Linked DNA regions of Mus musculus: region 1 is linked to region 2. Evidence: chromatin contacts called from public HiChIP or PLAC-seq data. All regions are on one chromosome and are shown on one strand. Each heading gives the region's core, a stretch centred on a gene start, on an enhancer-like site or on the middle of the called end of the contact. The rest is flanking DNA. Distances are from core to core; before and after follow the strand shown.

Region 1 (5,300 bases), core at 640-3,139, 660 kb before region 2:
CCCGGTTCCTGTTTGAAATGGGGATGCTGTTCCACCAAACCTATAAAACTGAAGGAGATAATCACTAAAGTTAACGCAGTCACCTTAGCTTTACACATGTGAAAGCCCTTCATATGAGTCCTTTGGTCATTTGTGACTGTCGCCAACTCAATGAGAAGGCATTGATTTATCACACATTCTCCACACAAAGAGAGAAGACAGAACAATGAAGTCCCACGGAGATGGAGGAGGCACCTCCTGTCTAAAAGGTAACCAACTGTCTAGGAGGAAATGAGCTGTCATGGGACAATCAGTCTGAAGGTATTCTTCATGTAGTATAACCAGCTTCTGGGAAGTCATGTGCCATCGTAGGAGTTGTACTAAACTGACATTTAGAGAACCTGCATTCAAGTCCTGGCACTGCTAGTCAAGTTACCACACAGGTAAGAGCCTCAGTTCGGATGATCTACTGGGATAGAAGCTTTTCTCTTATGTATTTCCACTCAGCACAGAGGCTTCACAGCGCCTTTAAGAGCATCTTTCTGTTTGTTATGTTTTTGAAAGAGGGACTATTTACTCCTGGAACTATGTAGATCAGGCTGGTCTCGAACTCAGAGATCTTCTGCCTCCAGAGTGCTGAAAGAGTTAAAGGAATAAAGATCCCTAATGTTTGGGAAGCTAAATATTACAGTCAGTAGACATGGTTACATCAGAAAGCTCACACAGTGAGCACATTCGGTGTCCCTTTGAGGGTCCAATTCCTTATCCATAAGATAGGGTTAGTCTTTACCTGTTTAATTAGTAGTTAGCTCTTCAGCAAGTTATTTATCCTCCAAGTCTCAGCTGCAATGTGAGACATGTAAATGAGACATTCTGTAATGCTGAACAGTGCCTGGCTTGTTGTAGGTACTCAAGAAATATTAGTCATCGTCATCTACCTAAGATGTAGGCTGGCCAAGGACATTTATGCAATCAATTCTTTCTAACATTAATTACTGTGTTTCTGAGCAATAAGAGATGGGTGTTGCTCTAGGGATCAGAAGTGTGCAACATTTTATGCCTGGTGGAGCTTTGCCTTCTAAATTAATTCCTTAGTGACTATTTACTACATGCCAGTGAACAAGACAGTAAGTCCTAAGAAATTCCCATTTTACAGTTAACTACGAAATGTGCAGAGACCCCAAACGTGCGCCACAATCCCACAGGTAGTTTCTCCCTGCAATTAGGCAAGAGTGGGGCGTGGGCTGATGCCTTGCAGGGTTTCCCCCACCAGCACAGCATCCTTGCAGAAGCGGAATCGGAAGGCCACCGCGACCTCGGTGGGGCTCCATCTGGAAGCAGGGCACTCGATTCCACCCGGCCACCCGCAGGCACTCGCCGTGGCAGCCACGCCCCCAGGCGACGACTCCACGCGGACTGCGGCAGCGCCCAAAGTCTCGCCAACACTGCGAGCCCGCAGGAAAACAGAGGCCCTGCAAAGCAGGGCCCGCCCGCCTCCATGAACTTCCAAGCCAGGCCGGTGACGCGTGGCAAGCGACCCCAGGCACCATGAGGCCTGGGCCAGGCAGGGCCCAGCCCCGCAGGGATGACTGTGCGCTTCGGCCGCGTAGGGATCGCAGAGCCGACGCCGCACTCCGTATTCCCCAGCCCGTCCGAAGCGGCCCGCCTCGCGGCGCTACCTGCAGGTCCCAGCCAGCCGACTCCAGGAAGAAACGGGCCCTGTCCTCCTCAGTGCCAGTCACCGCCACGAACTCCCTCAACGCGTCCTGCCGCTCCTCCGCCATCTTCGCCCCGTGCACTTCCCAAACCGCTCCGGCGGACACTGCAACAGCCCGAACCCCAGGTCTGCGTTCCGCCCGCCGTTCTACCGCGTCCAGCCGCTGGGCGCCTGCTCGTAGGCTCCGCCCAATGCGGTGCCACAGGAAAAGCCCTCCGTGTGGGAAACCTAGCCGCCTCGCGCCCTCTGGTGGCCCCTATGTGAGCCTCACCTTAATGGCTGAAGTAGAAGGTCGATGGAAGTGAGTAGGGAGGGGCTGGTTTTCCCACAGGATGAAGTAGTCCCGAAATCAGATCCTGGAAATTACTCATGGTCTCATCCCTTTATTTCGTTAATTATTTATTTGCACATTAATTTCCTTCTTGAAGCATTACGCTGTCTATGGCTTGATGCTCTTCCAAGGGCTGTGGAAATAACAGAGATAAAACAAAGTATCCTGTCTTCTTGTTGCTTATGTCCTTTGACCCTAACAGTTCTAACCGATGCTCACATCCCCATGGTTTCCTATCTTAAACTAGTATAAGTCTCAGCCTGCCACTTTCCACAGCATCTAGCAAATCACCATTGCATTGCCACTGGCAGGCTGGCCCAGGACAAGGAGACTCAGAGCAGAGGTAAGATGGACATGTGTCACCTACAGAGAAAGTTTAGAGCTCTCTCTCCAACAGTGCTGCCCCTCAAGTGAAAGTGGGGACAAGTGAAGCTGGGAGCCTCCTAAGTCCATCTATTTATCCCTCATTTTCAAGGTTAAACTGTTACCATCCTACAATCTGCTAAGTTGGTGACCAGCAATTATTCTACCAGAACTTATTGAGTGTTCAGTGAGGTTCCTGTCAGCTGATTATATGCTTTGTTTTTCTCCTCTTCTTCCTATGCCTGACTCAGAGCCACATTCACTGTGCATGAAGCCACTACTAATGAATGTGTGAATGAATGAATAAGTGAATGGATGAAATAACACATGGATCAGACAATGAGGATCTCACAGGGAGTGGTCTATGCAAGAGCCCCTTTCAGTCTTTTTGTTCCACAGAGTCATACTATGAGAATGAAGAGCAGGAAGTAGCTCTGCCAGGGGCATCTCCAACTTCTAAGCCAGCCTCGGGCATGGCTGCAAACGCGACAGCACTGGATTGGTGTGAATACCGTCCTTTGGTATAACTGCAGATCAGTCCCACTGTAACCAACTGAAAAGGCCCACAGAGGCCATTTGGAACCTAACACATTGCAGAGAAGCAGTAAGGAGAACCCTATCTGCTTTTGATGCTGGTCCGATTCATAGTCAGCCCTCTGCCCAGCCTGACAGCTATCAAGAAGACTATAGGAATAATTGTGGGTGCAGGGCATTAGGGTTCCCTTAGCCTGCTGAAGGTGCTGTGTTCACATTATTATCTATTTCATCATAAAATAAACCTCTGCTAGGTAGAGGTTAGTATTCCCATTTTACAGGTAAAGACAGAAACCAGAGGTTCAGTAGGACCACACCTAATGAAAAGTACAACCTGGGCCTTGCCGTCCCAGCTTCTCAGGTGCCTGAGACTGAAAGAGTGACCTTGCAGAGCATATTTAAAGTCAGTCTGGGAAACAAAACTAAACCTGGTGAGAAAGTGAATCCATGCTAAAAGGCAGAGGATGCAGCCCAGTGCCAGAGGCCTTGCCTGTCATGGGAGAGGCTATAGTTTCAATCCCAGTTTTAAACAAATGTCCTAGCCTGGAAGTTTGGAGAAAGACTGACCAAGCCTCTATCTTCGCTGTCTCTCTACATATACACAGCATCACCCACAGCTCCACCTGTGGTCAAGTTCTGGTTTCAATTTAAAGCTGACTTTCTTGTCATTCAGGTATGAAATGTACCCAGAACCTATAGCTTCCAGTTAGTCCATTCCACATGTTCTCCCAAATATCCAGGGCACTCCACACAATACTCATGGCTTCCAGACTAACACACACACACACACACACACACACACACACACACACACACTCCACCACTACCACCACCACCACCACCACCACCACCAGAACAACAACATTACTCCAGGATAACATACACATATATCACCATCATCACCATCACCATCATCATCATCATCACCACCACCTATGGCGTCCATGGCACTCTACTCCTCGAATAGCCCAGCTTAAGTGCACATTATGCTTTTCAGATTTCCAAACCCACACCATCCCTATTTCAGTACTCTCATTCCAGGTCAGTTTGCACTTACTGGCTATTTGCTACCTTGCTGGAAGGAGGTTCTGGGCATCACAGACAGACCGGGAGGGTTTGTTTTAAAAGTTTGCATATCTCTCTTCTGTGAAAGTACAGGCAAGGGAGTCACTGAGCAGATTCTGTCAGCTGAGGGCAGGTGACTGCAAATGTTTCCACTGAAATAGTGTCAGGTCACCTGTTAAAGGTAGAAGGATATATCCTAAAGAATGATGGGGGGAGTGCTGGTTGGCAGTGGTGTGTATCTCTAATTTCAACATTTGGAAGGCAGAGACAAGTGGATCTCTGAGTCTGAGGCCACTCTGATCTGCAGAGTGAGTTCCAGGATAGTCAGGGATCTACAGAGAAACCTACACACACACACACACACACACACACACACACACACACACACACACACACACACACACACGGCGGGCTCTGTGGCTGCCTGTGAAGAACACCAGCTAGAAGCACTATACAAAAGTCACAGTCAGGCTTACAAAATAGAGGGGACCTAGTATAGAGTCTGAAGGGCAGAATTTCCAGCCCTTCCTCCTATCTCCCTCCTATCTCAGAAGACATAACAAACATTGACATCATTGGAGTGACAAATCCCAGTGTCATTTTATGTAATTCCCTCAGCCACCTTGGGAAGAGGAAGCCACCAGCGGGGGTAATGTCCTTCCCAAAATGGCAATGAACTCCACACCAACTATGGGATTCGAGGGGAGAGGAGGAGGGGAAATGGGGGATGGAGGAGAGAAAGTTATAGCATCAGTTGTTGCAACAAGTGCCGGAGAGAAACAGTGTAAGGAGGCAGACTTTATTTTCACAGTTTTGGGGTCTATTCCAGGGTCTTGTATTCAGTGGGGCGTGCCTACCCAGAGGTGCCGTACTTGGAGTTAATAATAGTCACCAGGGTGACCTATCCATCCTAAGGTATTGTCAGCTGTGGGGCACAGTCATCCTGAAGTGCCACCTGCAGTGGGTATGCCTGCTCTGAGTCTCTCCCGATAGTAGAACAGTCCATCCTGAGGTTAGCCACACATACTCCAGCTTTTTGTCACAGTGTCTCCTGTGTCTGGTATAGCCAGAGATAGCAGTGGAGAAGAGATTTTGCATTTGATGCCTGTCTCCTGGCCAGCAATGTCACCCTGGGGGCTACAGGAGGCCAAGGAATTTACAAGTTAACAAGTTGGAGCCACATTTTAGAATTTATTTCAACAAATTTGCTAGCTTTCACCCAGTTCTTAAACCTGAGCCCCACCACTTTCCCTGTCCCCATTTCAATATCACTTCCTGAGCACCTCTGGCAGGAGACTCCCAGGCTCCCTT
Region 2 (5,048 bases), core at 1,890-4,389:
GGGCTCATCTTGTCAGCAGTCCACTTGGCCTGGTCCTCGTGAGCCCCAGTGCTGGCCTGTCAGTCGAGCAGAGGAAGGACTAGCTTGAAGGATGCTGGCACCTGTGGGCAGGCGGCAGCAGGGCACGGATTTGAGGTTCTGGTGTGAGCCTTATTAGCTCTGTTGTTAGTTCCCAATCTGATATGCATGTGGAATGACAGGGCCGTCTGGTTTGTCAGCCAGCAAAAGTAAGGAAAGTTCACTTCTGTGTCCTCCTGCCTGTCTCCCTACCACCAGAGTGGAGTGGAATTGAGGACACACAGATAGGGCTGCTGTTGCTCATGGGGCAGCTTTCACTGGAGCTGCTGTAAGTTCACCAGCTGCCTTTGACATTCCTCTCTCTCAGGTTGGGGTGACTCAGTAGGAACACCATCGGAGCGAGGCATGACGTATGACGCACTCCATGTTTTTGACTGGATCAAAGCAAGAAGTGGTGATAATCCTGTGTATATTTGGGGCCATTCACTGGGCACCGGGTAAGAGCTCTCAAAGCAGAAGGGTAATGTAGTGAAGGCAGGCCTCATTGTGTGACCTCTGAAGCAGCCCAGTGTCTCTGAGCCTGTAGCATCTTCCAGTCCTCAGTCCTGGTTCCTGCCCCTGTGTAGGGTAAGGGAGTGAAGCACATGAGAGACTAAGGAGAGACTGAAGTTCAGAAGTGCCTTAGAACCAATATGGGCATGGAGATGGCAGCCAGGGTTCCAGGGAGCTCTGCTCTCAAAGCATTTTCAGAGTGCAGACAGAGTACCTAGACAGTGTCAGCTGTGACTTAGGTGTGTTTACCAACCACTGAGTCCAGGAGCACCAGGGAGAGATGTTTGGAACCAGCTTTGTCACTTTGGCATGTTCAGCTTAGCAGGGAAGACCAAGAAAAAAGATGTACCTGGATTCTGCAGAGTGAAGTCCTAAAAAGAGCCTTGGTCCTTGTCTTCTGATACCTTCCTCTGCGAGCATACTGGCTCAGCCCTTACTTAGCCCCTTTCCTCATGTGGCTATCATCCTGCAGCCCTGCTGGGAGGAGGGAGGGTACCCCAGTGGAAGGATGCTAGCTTTCTCTTTGGTTGTCTGCACAGCATCTGCCAGGTGTTATTCTAAGACAGCAGGAGGTCCCTGACCCTGGTAGATGACAAGTGCTACTGTCCTCCTGTCTCTCAGCAGTAACTGTACCAACCAGCCAGTGTACCAGGTGAAAGGAGGGAACAGGGCAACCTGTGGGAGAGATCACATGTCTGAGGACAGGAGGGTGGCTGCTGTCACCTTTTAAGAAAGGTCAACTTATGGTTCACCTTGTTCCTCCCGCTCACCCTGAAGCTCTCAGTTAGCTTCTCGGGTCAGAGTCTCTGAGCATTTTCCAGGATCCGCACAGCTTCACTTAAAAGGATTTTCTTCAGAATTCAGCTGAACTGTTTTTTCTTTCCAGAGTGGCAACAAATCTGGTACGGCGCCTCTGTGAGCGAGGTGAGAGAGCCAGGCACCGTGTGGCTGGGGACCATGTTGTTAGTGATCCGATCCCTGCTATGCATTCTTGCTTGGCAAGCAAGGTCTAACTGACAAGCTGCACAGTGATAGCATGAGCTGACCGTCAAGGGTGGGGCCCCAGGTGTTCTCAGAGTTTGCCCCGACCTGCCCTCCCAGTAGGATCCTTTAAAGTCATCTGGAGCCCCTTGGGGGCTGGGGCTGATAGTGGTGGGAAGCTCCTGCAAAAGTGGGTACCTGGTCTCTCTGTCCTGTCTCCACACCCCAGCCCCTAGCTTCACTGGCTCTGTCACTTCTTACCCACTGTCTATTCTCTTTGTCTATCTAGAGACGCCACCAGATGCCCTTATATTGGAGTCTCCATTCACAAATATTCGTGAAGAAGCAAAGAGTCATCCATTTTCAGTGGCAAGTATATGAAAATAAAATGTATTTTCATTATTAAAATGATAATTATGAAAATAAGAGCAAGTAGATAATGAAACTAGTCATCATAAAAGGAATGACTTAACATTTACTAAAGACTCATAGTTCTCGGCACTGGCCTGCCCATAGAGCTGCCAAAGAAGGGGGAAGTAGCTTTCAGCCCAGGGCACTGGCATTGTAGGAGGCTTTGCCCCTGTGGCCACATTGCATACCCAGTCCTATTTGGCTTCACTGCACACCTGATCTCACAGCATCTCTGCCCACTTGGTGCTGTGGAAGGCTACAGACTAGCTCCCTCCTTGGGGTGGAGCCTACACTATGGGTACTAGAGGATTATTAGAACCCAGGCTCAGTGCACTGGACATCCCAGGATTGTCTCAGAGTAAAATCCAGGTAACCTTGCTCTAGGGCCGGTCCGTCCCCACCTCTCCCTCATGGGGTGGAATCCATCCTTTTCCCCACCCCGCCCTGCTACTTCCCACTTCAGCTCCTGACCAGTGTGTGACCTGGAGTAGGTTTCATGCTCCCCCCATGCCAGAACACCCCTTTATTTTCTCATGTCACTGGTGCTGCCTCTCCCCGACAGTTTGTGAGGAAACAGCCTTTGAGTCCCATTTCCTTGGTGGGCATCTGTCTTTCTGTCTGTGGAGAGTCTGGTTTGTGGTTGCACGTGAGCTGTGGAAGCCCCATCTGATCTACGGGGCCGGATGAGTCTTCTCTTCCCAGTCGCAAAGCCAGGACAAAGCTGGAAATGGAAACTGCACGTCTCCTAATTCCTTGAACCTAAACTGCCATAACTCTCAGCCTTTTCCTTCTGCACAGCTATCTTAGCCCTTCTGAAAACGCTTTCTGTCTTGTTCAGATATACCGATACTTCCCTGGCTTTGACTGGTTCTTCCTCGACCCCATTACAAGCAGTGGAATTAAATTTGCAAATGACGAAAAGTGAGTATTGTGGTGGAGTGAATAGAAAGACACAGGGCCCCACCCCATGACTCAGCGCGGTATTAGCCCGACAGAGTGGGCTTCAGAAGACCCACGGCTGGTCCCCCGTGTCTTTTGAAAGGGAAAGTCAAGTTGAGCTTAGTATTAGAAAAAAGAAAGAGCATTTAGATGGCAGGGCAGGTCTGTCTCTGCCACTGTGTGCAACCCGGGAGTCAGCATCCCAGCATCCCGGGTTTCTCCTCCCACCTCGTCAGGCAGGCTCTCGCGCTCTCTCTCGCTGTTTCTGCCGTGCTGCATATTTATTCTAGGCATGCTGACCCACAGCTTCTGGGCCATCCTCCTGCCTCTGTTTCCTGTCTTAACCGCAGGGGTGCTGGGATTACAGATGCCTGCTACATAGGCTCCAGAAGTCACATTATATTGTCAGGATTGTGCAGCGAGCGCTGTATCTACTGAACAAGTAGATAATGAAAACAGTCATTAAAAGGGAACACTTTTCTTTTGGTATAGAAGTAAAGAATTGTAAAAAATTAATAACATATTTTCGTCCATATATTTTTCCAGTCTAGAACCCAGGGCTTCTAAATAGACATTAAAGCAGTATTTAAATTTAATAGTGACCACATTGAAATAGATGTGAAAACATAAGCAGTTTTCCTTCAGGTATGTATTTTTGCTTCTAAAAATAAAAATGTACCATATTAAAATTTAAGTAACCATTACAAACAAAACCCCTTGCTTAAGTATTACCATTGTAGATCTTACAAGACAGTTATCTGAGTAAAGCAAATTTGCTTTTAAAAAAAGTGAGTATTGGCCCCAGGAAGCCTTTGGCTCCAGCTCTCCCACAGAGATAGGTGGATATGAGTAGCTGCGGACCGAGCACCAGTGGAACCTGCTTGAGCCTGCATAACAGCTTCGTGGGTAAATGGGACCCTCCTGCGCTCACGTGGACAGTTTCTGTACCAAGGATTTGCCGCTTTCTCCAAGAGGCTTAGGTTAAAGGAAACAGCTTATCAGATGCCTCACCACTGGGTGCTTTTCTTGTGAGCATGAAGACCTGAGTTTTAGCTCCAGAACTCATGTAAAGAAAAAGCCAGGCATGAAGATAATGCTTGTAATTCAAGTGCTAAGAAGGCAGAAACAGGTTTCTGATTGCCTGAGGTCAGTAAGAGATCCAGTTTCAAAACAAAAGGTAGGCAGGCACCTGGAGATAATGTCTGAGATCATCCTCTGGCCTTTACCTACATGTACATGTGTGTGGGTATATACACAAGAAATGCACCAACATGAGTCCTATGTGTGCTGGGTGCCAGCTAGTAGGACATTATGTTTGGGGTCGCACGCTCTCTCTGTCGGGATGGCACTGTGCTAACTTCAGGGAAGTGCACAGCTCTATTAGAGGTCAAGATTGAAACAGCTCAAGTGGCTACCCCAGTCGCCCTGTCCAGTCCTGGTAGCTGCTCTACAGGACGCTGTGGCTTGCTGAAGAACTCTGGCTCTGTTGGACCTATTGTGACATTTGCCATTAAGGACTCAAAGCTAGAATGACTTAAATGACAATTACACAAGATTAAGTGGAGCACGGATTCTTTTAACCAACAGGTTCTTAGTAATACCCATTTGCAGTAAGATTCTTAGAGCATTTAAATACCCTTATTTGTAAAGATTGTGTGTTGTTGTTGTTGTTACTATTAATGTAGCTACTGGCAAAGTTAATGGTTTTCCATTTTCATAAAATACGCAGGGATCAGATGTTGGGGAGTGAAATGACCTCTAGATTGACATCTTAACACTTAGCTGAAATACATAATTATTTCAAACAAAACAGAACAAAACCTAAGAAGTTATTTCTTAGTTCTATAGTAAAAAGAAACGTAGCTACATTCAGGCTATTAAGCACCAAGGAAGAACACACCATAAACCCAAATCTCTGCCCAGGGTGATGGGTACAGGCAACCCCTCTTTGGTCTCCACCTAACAGCCCCTTTCTCCTGCAGTATGAAGCACATCTCCTGTCCTCTGCTCATCTTGCATGCCGAGGATGATCCAGTTGTGCCCTTTCATCTCGGTAGAAAGGTGGGTGTTGTGTGATGCTGCCCCTGGTACAGTAGTTGCCATTCGCCCTCAGTGTAGATCAGGTTGGGCACGCAAGGTAGGGAAGC

The links. HiChIP or PLAC-seq counts read pairs in DNA pulled down with a chosen protein or histone mark.
Region 1: a contact with region 2 is called in an H3K27ac HiChIP or PLAC-seq map of embryonic stem cells, with 4 times the contacts expected there. The contact joins the promoter of Nsfl1c here to the enhancer-like site in region 2. A contact is called at or near these places in 1 of 39 promoter capture datasets (embryonic stem cells) and 3 of 115 datasets of contacts at active chromatin or transcription factors (cardiomyocytes, embryonic stem cells and large pre-B cells).

Annotation. Positions count from the first base shown.
Region 1 is chr2:151,490,771-151,496,070 of GRCm38.p6, reverse strand. Nsfl1c (NSFL1 (p97) cofactor (p47)) reads right to left here and starts at 1,889. Exons shown (of 10, transcript NM_198326.3): 1 at 1,659-1,889. The coding sequence starts at 1,763.
Region 2 is chr2:150,835,187-150,840,234 of GRCm38.p6, reverse strand. It overlaps Abhd12 (abhydrolase domain containing 12), which reads left to right. Exons shown (of 13, transcript NM_024465.3): 7 at 386-515; 8 at 1,457-1,494; 9 at 1,841-1,920; 10 at 2,801-2,883; 11 at 4,884-4,962. Among named protein-coding and RNA genes, the nearest start is that of Gm23598, 46 kb to the left of the region's middle. Within about 2 kb of position 3,139, at least 23 of the 459 cell types and tissues checked have an H3K27ac peak or open chromatin away from gene starts, as enhancers often do. A contact at or near this core is called in embryonic stem cells, where this site is marked.